2 separate regions of the Zea mays genome follow, and region 2 is linked to region 1. The links are chromatin contacts, called in public Hi-C maps. All regions are on one chromosome and are shown on one strand. The core of a region is the stretch at or near the end of the contact, and the rest is flanking DNA. Distances in the headings are between cores, read along the strand shown. Region 1 holds the start of LOC103635931 (putative serine/threonine-protein kinase-like protein CCR3). Region 2 has its middle 15 kb from the start of LOC103635933.

The links. A called contact is a pair of places that touch in the nucleus more often than the background predicts.
Region 2: a contact with region 1 is called in a Hi-C map of leaf, with 2.5 times the contacts expected there. The contact joins the enhancer-like site here to the promoter of LOC103635931 in region 1. A contact is called at or near these places in 10 of 25 Hi-C or Micro-C datasets (ear, leaf, seedling and 2 more).

What each region holds. Positions count from the first base shown.
Region 1 is chr8:134,762,872-134,767,089 of Zm-B73-REFERENCE-NAM-5.0, forward strand. LOC103635931 (putative serine/threonine-protein kinase-like protein CCR3) reads right to left here and starts at 1,327. Exons shown (of 1, transcript XM_008658303.4): 1 at 1-1,327. The coding sequence starts at 1,226.
Region 2 is chr8:134,801,688-134,805,877 of Zm-B73-REFERENCE-NAM-5.0, forward strand. It overlaps the pseudogene LOC100381859 and the pseudogene LOC103637296. Among protein-coding and RNA genes, the nearest start is that of LOC103635933, 15 kb to the right of the region's middle. Within about 2 kb of position 1,929, at least 14 of the 20 cell types and tissues checked have an H3K27ac peak or open chromatin away from gene starts, as enhancers often do. A contact at or near this core is called in ear, leaf and seedling, where this site is marked.

The sequences.
Region 1 (4,218 bases), core at 77-2,576:
ATGTTGGGCTGCACCGAGTTGTGCACCCGCTTGTTGCTGCAGAAGCCGAAGACGAGGCAGTAGACGATGGAGCAGAGCCCCGCGAAACCACCCACCGCGCCGACCACGCAGAACGCGATCCAGGCCTTGGACACGCGTCTACTCGACGACGGCGGCGGAGAAGGGGGTGCGGGAGCAGGCGGCGGCGGCGAATCGTCGCAGAGGGCGTCGCAGATCCCGCCGGAGCCTCCGCAGAACTTCTGCGACTGCGACATGAAGCCGCACCCGCGGCATGAGCTGTCGTCGCTGACGCAGACGCCCGGGCGGATCCTCGGGAGCGGCACCGGCGCGGCCACGGCGCCCGCGGACCAGCAGTACACGCTGAAGTCGCTGGACGCGACGCCGCAGGTGAAGTTGCCGCCGGCGACGAGGAAGGCGAAGGAGATCCCCAGGGCCGGCTCGTACAGGGTGGTGGTGGGTCCCCCGAGGGTCCAGCAAACCGCGGTGTGGTCGGGCCGGCGGAGCGCGCACGCGTGGGAGTCGCCGACGGCGAGGCCGTAGCCGAAGAGGTCCCGCGGCAGGGCGCCGGCGGAGGCGTCCGAGCCCGAGCAGAGCGCGGCGCCGGAGGCGAGCACGGCGCAGGCGCGGGCGCCCCCCGCGGCGAGGTACGGGGCGGCGGACGCGTTGGCGAGGCCCGCCTGCACGGCGCTACCCTGCGGGCCCCAGCAGCGGACGGCGGCGGACGCGTTGGCCTGGACGGCGCAGGAGAAGCCGTCCCCGGAGACGAGGGAGCGGAACGCGCCGTCGGCCCGCGCGGGGAACCGGCCCCCGCCGCGCCACCATAGGACCACCTTCCCGGAGGCGTCGTAGGCCGCGACGTGGCCGCCGCCGACGGCGAGGTCCGCGAGCGGGGCGGGCCCGTTGTAGAGCCGCCGGAGCTGCCCCCACTGCGGCGCCGGCGTGGACGGCCAGCAGAAGAGCGCGGCGCCCCCCGCTTGCAGGCCGCACACGAAGCCTCGCCCCGCGGAGAGCTCCGCGAAGGCGATGGCGGACGGCGCGACGGGGCTGGCGGAGTTGGAGCTGGAGGGCCCCTGGAGCGGCGCGCAGTAGACGGTGCCGTTGGGCTCGGCGACGCCGCAGACGGTGGGGGAGGTGGAGGAGGCCGAGACGGCGAGCGTGGACGCGGCGGAGGCGGCGGGCAAGGCAATGGCGAGGAGGAGCAGGAGGAGGCGCGGCCGCGGGGTCATTGGGTGGAGGTGGAGGAGGAGCGCGCCCCTGCGGCGGCCGCCGACATCTGCGAGGCGAGGCGCGGCGCGTGGAGACGGAACTGAGGAGCGCGCGGACGAAATGGACTAAAAGCGCGCGGAAGAAAAAAAGGTGGAGAGAACACGCGGCGGCCGGCGGGTGCTGCTGTTGAATTGTCGGGGGGTGGGCACGACCTGGACGCCGTCTCCGCTTCCGCGTGGGCTTTTTCGTTTGGTGCCGTGCCGTGCTCTGCTCTGCTCTGTTCCTAACAGTAACAGCTCCTATGTGTCCGTCAATGGCTTTTCCTCCTCCCGTTCGTCGGCATGTAGTTGTACGGGGCGTGTTTCTTCGTGGTTTTTACGGCTGTCGTCTTCTTCACCCAATAAATATACGGCGAAGGGGCAGAGGAAGAAATCTGCAGCAGGTACAACAATGAGAAAGTTTCCTGCTAACCAGAAATATTATTATTGCATCAATGAGCTAAAGACATAGGCTAGGCTCATTTCGAAGTCTGGCTCGCGATCTTCACCTCGATAATTATTATTGCATCGTATATTGCCTTAATAGCATGTAAATGTAAAATGTATAATTACCATTCAACATGAGGACATGTACGGTAGGTGTTTAATATAGAGCCGTTTTGGTGCTATACATTCATAATCTAGAGGTTGTATTAATTATAGGGCTTGCAGCTTCGCTGCTTTTAGCGCGTGTGTATTATTCCGATATATATTTATTAGCTGCAGAACGAAGACCGACGGTCGTAATAAACCACGAAGAAACACGCATTGCTAACCCCGTACAATGCAACTACTACATGAGAAACTTGGGAGCGTTTCGTTTGTAGCTAGACGATTAGATCCATCGTGGTATGTGTATATATATATATGGAAGTAGATGTTCACACTGCAGATGCGGACGTAGGGTGGTTGGTTGGTTTGGCACCTGCTGCTTGAATTCGCTTTCGACCCGCCCTGTTTCCATCGTCCACACTGCTGCTCTCAAGGCAACATGACATGAACAACACACTCGTAGTAGCTTCTCTCCGGGAGGTAGAAAATACTCCGTATTAAAGTAGCATGATGATTGCCATCATGCATGCTCTTCAATGCCGGAAGGAAAAGGTTGTGAGTTTGAACGGCGACGTGGTGCTGGGGGCTGCTAATCATGGGGGCCGCGAAGGCAGCAGCAGGATGGAGCAGCAATGAGAGTATGGTGCGGAAAAAGAGGAGCAGGATGGAGCTGGATCTCTCACGCTCGCCCTGATTCCGGTTCCAACACGTTCGTTGCCTGTCCTTTCGTTTCTTTCCTATGCGTATCGTATCGACCACTTGCTTGCTAGGGTTGCCACGCACCGGTAGATTTTGACGATGCCTGTGTTCGCACTTGGCACAGGTGAAGTTACCACTAGCTAGGAAGCCGATGATGGAGATAGACGCTAATAACCGTCAAAATCCATGGAGAGAGAGAGACACACACACAGGCATCGTCGTCGATTCCATTCCATGCCACGGATTGGACGCTAATAACGGTATCTGACCGGTCGGATTGGAACTTGACCTTCAACTTTTCTTATCTGTGCTTCTCTCTCTCCCTAAATAATAATAAAAACAATACAAAGGTAGCTTGCATAAAAAGTACTGGCTATAGCGTTGAATAAGACCACAGCTTGTTTCCAGACCGGTTCCCAGCAGGAAATTAGGGTTAGGACATGTACAACCTAGACACTGCTGCACGACCTTCCAAGTATAAGACACAACTAAAATATAACATAATACGGTGGCCATGTCTAAAACATGTATCTTACCATATTCATTGTACCAATCATAGCATTCAATAAATTAAAGTGACCAATTAGCTAGTCTTCTGTCTCGAACATAGAGTCAAGACATTATATATTCGTCAAGATACATGTCTTGAGTTTTTTTACATTCACCCTTTTAGACACACTCTAAGACACAACTTAAGACATTCATTGTACATGCCCTTATTGACTTCGAATTAAAGACACATTTGTATCAGACTGAGTGAATTAAAGATCAGATATTAAATGTATCCATGAGTGTATACAAGTGATACAAATAAATAAATAAATAAAACTAATCTTTCAAATTTATATATGGCAAGTGTGATCTAACTTTGATCTACGTACCCCAACTTTGCTCGGGACTAAATTGTTTTGCTGTTTCGCTCTGACGTCAGATCTGCAAATGCTACATATATAACGCTAAATCCTACATACACCAGGTACAACTTGATAGGTTTTCTCTAACGACAACTTTTGTAGGTTTATGTTTATTCATTCTGGTAGGCAAATACCCCGCAACAGGAAACTTGAGCCGGGCAGGCTCGTGCGACCAAACGTCGACGCAGTGAGCCATCAAAGTCCTTGATCTTCAAAGCATTAAGAATGCAATTCAGAAGGAGGATACACAAATGCAATTGCCTAGATCTCTCTAAGACGTATCTAGCAAAATCAGATATATGACTTTATATTACATATTATTTGTTTACCGTTACATATTTTGTAGCAGTTTATTCTTATTTTAGACGGCGTGTTTGCACCTCTGCGTATATTTACGTCAAGGAGCTTTGATTTTGGGAGCACCGAATAAATTGAGAGCACGTACTGGAAGTCGTTGGGCAGCATTTTTTTTCTCTTGCTTTTTTTTCTAAAATAAGGTTTTAGAAGCAGTGATTCAGACCTGATGGAGATGCTCTTATTTTTTTCCCAGACTTCGCTGGAGCGGTCTTGCAAATCGGGACGAGTAAGGGTATGGCTTTGTAGTTTTTAGTTGTATGTTCAACCTAATAAAAGGAGTACAATTCGAGGATAAATTTACTTTAAATCTGGCTTAAGCTTATATCAAATTTTATGATACAGAATACATATACGTGGTTTTAGTTTTTATATTTGAAAGAACCTCACGAAAGCTGGAGCACATAAGTATAAGACTCTCTCCAACAAAAAAAACTCTACACCGTCCCGTACTC
Region 2 (4,190 bases), core at 679-3,178, 39 kb after region 1:
GGCGATGAAGAGATGGGCTTACAGGTATTCACTGTATTACAAACTGGTTATTTTTGTCTTGTTTTTTTAATAAAATAAAATAAAATATGGTCTGAAGTCTGAACTTGCTGATTGGAGTATGCAATTGGAGTCTGAACTTGCTGGTTATAAGAGATGGGCTTACAGTGCTTCTAGGCGTCTAGCTAAGGAAGCTTAATGCTTGGCTGTTACATAATTGAAGTATGAAGTACTCCAATCTGTTTAATAACTGAAATTTCAATCCAGTTTACATGCTTGGCTGTTACATAATTGAAGTATGCTTGACTTTGTTATCATGCTGAATCTTCCACTGTGACTTGTGATTGAGGCTTAAGCTTAACTCCATATAAGTATAACTCACTAGATGCTTAAGTTAGTAGAGAGCCAGTGCATTATTAACAACTTATCTGACCTTTGGTTTAACATATACCAAGAATTTGCAATCGTGTATATATATAATATGCTTTTGTATTTCACATTTACTTCACACCTAGTCTTTCTAAGATAATGTTCATTGTGTATATACTAAATTGATTCATTTCATCTACTAACTCCTACTGCTATATATTGTTTAATCACACTTCTATGCTATGCTACTAGCATTGAACTATATAATTGTGTAACCATATAAACTAAAATGTGTGTCAATTGGTGTTACTTGCAGTGTGTTAAGTGGAAGCAACACATGAAGCGGACATGGAGAAGGAAGCTGGCATGACACTAAAACGCATAAAGTTGACTTGTGACGTTCATGTTTTAGATGTCTTATTCTACTGCCAAACTTCCTAGTACTCCATTTTTATACTATATTGTCTATCTGTACGTGTGAATGGAGATGATGATATTATGTGATGTGATGATGGATGGATTAGCTTCGTTGAATATTAGATGATATTATGTGATGATGATATTAAACGGGCATTGTAGTATTGATACATGCTTCATATTTCTGGATTTTTAGTGATGTTTTATTGTTTATGAGTTTTCTAAATATTCCTTATTTTTGTTTGATTTTTTCTAAATTTTTGATGTATTTTTTTGCTCAAGAGGGGTATTTAGCACCTTTCTTTCCAAACAATGCCAGGAAAATATACCTGGGAGGGGAGATTCTCTCCGGGAAATAAGGCTATCCGCAACCGTTACCCCTAAATTTTTCCCCCTATATCACTTTTTCCTCCTATTTTCCCCCCTATTTTTTCATCTCCCGCAGCGGTTCCCCCTAAATACTCCCTCTATACCCCACTACCACTATAAAATATCATTTTCTATATCAACTATCAATTTTTTTTTCTACTAACAATTAGTCGTGGACCCACAGCACAGTGTTTAGGGTGATGAACAGTGACACGCTAAATCTGGGGGGAGAGAGAAGGGGACCGACACGTAGGGGGCGTTGTAGGGGGCACCGCTGCGGCCATAGGGTGCCCCCTACGCGCCGCATGCAAGGGGAGGGGGAGAGGCAGCGTCTACCGCTGCGGCTAGTCTAAGGTGGCATATAAAATCCCCTCCTGGGTTAGTTTCCAAGGGATTTTTTTCTCTTCACTGCCAAAATGTCCCTAAGGCTATCCGCAACCGTTATCCCTAAATTTTTTTCCCCTATATCACTTTTCCCCTCTATTTTCTCCCCTATTTTTTCATCTCCCGCAGCGGTTTCCCCTAAATACTCTCTCTATATCCCACTATAACTATAAATATTATTTTCCATACCTATTCATCATTCATTACCACTTTTTTCTCAACTAAAAAATACTGGCGTGCACGGATTTTGACGGAAGGGGGCTGGCACAGTATCCCCTTGATCTGATGTGAGAGAGAAGGGAGACGCTCGGTAGGGTGCAAGGTAGGGAGCAGCGGTGCGGGTGATAGCGTGGTTACTGCAGTCGCTATGACGTGAGCAGTGTTAGGGGAGAGGATGGAAGGGTGGTGCGCTGCAGATAGCCTAATACTGTCCTCTCCTCCCTCGCGCCACCGCTGCCGGTCCCTCACTGTCTCTCTCTGGGACTGTTGTGTTAGCGTGGGTATTAGACTAGTGTGTATACATACATAGCAACGGTGGATCCCTGTCCCTGTGAGAACAGAACTGAATAATCTCCCGTGCTCGTGTGTGCGATCTGCCGTGTGGACGCATGCAGACTTGTACGCTTCCCTGGAGCATCAACAAGCTTTCCACTGCCCTGTCTGTTCCCATCGTCCACACCACACCACACCACACCACACCCGTAGCTCCTCCGATCCGTGCCATGGCTCCAGTTGTCCCACCACCGCACAGTTTCAGAATTGAAGCAGCATGCCTTTCATCATGTGAATGGGAAGTATTTGCCTCTTCGCATTTCAAGGAAAGGTCAGTTTGAATGAGAAATTACGTATTTGGCAGCAATGATTCCGATCCCTCCATCCCTGCACGTTGCCTGTTCCTTTTTCCGATCCCTCCCCGCATCGTCTGGTCCCTCACAGGGACTGACTGATGAAGCGTAGGAATCAGAACCAGTAGGAATGGAACCACAGGACAGGAATCGTCAAATCCAGAATCCAGGCGAGAGACACCGTCGTCAAAGCAAAGCTTCCATTTAATTTCCCATGCCATGGATAGGCCGACCTTGTCCATGCTGGTTTATTCGACGGCAGCATGCCATGTCTGACTCGACTCAATCCACTGGTCGGATTGGAACTTGACCTTCAATTTTGTTTGCACTTCACTGATTCTCTCCTCCTCTTTCTCTCTGATTTTTTTTTAAACAATACTACCTTCATTCACAAATATATATCGAAAACTTTAACCACCCGTTTTATTTAAAATATTTATTCAAAAATATAAACAAAAAATATGACAACCTGCACAAGTCTGACTTGACTTCTCTTATTTCAATGGTGATTGGCACCTGATATGTAATTTCCATGCTCTTAAATCTAGGAGACAAAAAAAAAAAATAGTCAAACGAACGTACTTCCTCCATCCTAGAAAGAATAGCATTCCAGTGTTCTTTTTCATCAATTCATCTCAAATTCAGCAAAATTTATACAAAAAGCTTTTAATTTCTATGATGCCAATTTTTTTATTTACGTTAGATACATCATGAAATATATTCTCATATTATATTTGTTTGAAGTAATAGATGTTGATACTATTTTTCATAAACTTAGTAGAGTTTTGACCGGTTCAAACCTAAAATTACATTTTTTAGGGATGGAGGTAGTACCATGTTAACAGGAAGGAATACTTCGTTATTTAGATGACAGGGAGTCTAAGTTCTGGCCTCTGTGCACTTGCTAGGGATGCACACGAAAACATGTCAAGAGTTGTAGCGGTCTCAATGTGAGCTTTGGATACCACTGTGATTCTTATCAGAGCTTGTCTCCTGAAAATGTTCATGGGGATGACAAGACATTTCTCCTAAGAAGAACATGGTATGTTTGGGACTAATACCATGATGGGGTCACGAAATGGCTCATTTACTTGGTTGTCCGGTACTGCTATTAGCGCAAATTATGCACTGGCAAATACAAATATTTGCAATGGTCTTATTGGCGAAGAAATTTTACCAGAACTAGGTTCTCCAAACTCCTTCAGAAAATAAATGCTTTATTCTCCATCAATGTCAAGACTGGACTCGTTGTCCACTTCACAAGGCAGTCCTCCTATGTAAATTGAGAGCTCTATATTTGATATCGAGATAATTGCATATTTGGGACTCTAAACATTACGCTTCGCACAAATGCCATTTGAAAGATTTTCTTCGTAAAAAAGGGACTATAAATATATTCTAATTGATTATACTATCATTTAAGGTGTATTATTCCTTTTTATAATTTGTTTCCATGTATTTATCATCTAAGAGTCAAAATTGCCCCTGCCCCGGGTTTCTACTTTCAATCGTTCGTCTCTATCTCCTGGTTCAACTGCGTTTCTCTCTGCTCTTCTCTGGCCGAGCCCGGCGGACGCGCGCGGACTGCTCCTCTGTGGCGAAGTCCGGTGCGGTGGTGGCCGTCGCGCAGTGACCATCAAAACCATGGTCGATGGTCTGAGCAAGCTTGCCCACCAGCAAGAGGAATGCATTGGAGGAAGAGCTTGAGCGCTCCCTCGTTCAGCTTGACCTCTGCGGCGCTGCGTACAGGAGACTAACAAGAACAGCGATATCTCAACGATAGAATGAGAGAAGGGCAAATCTGTCTAG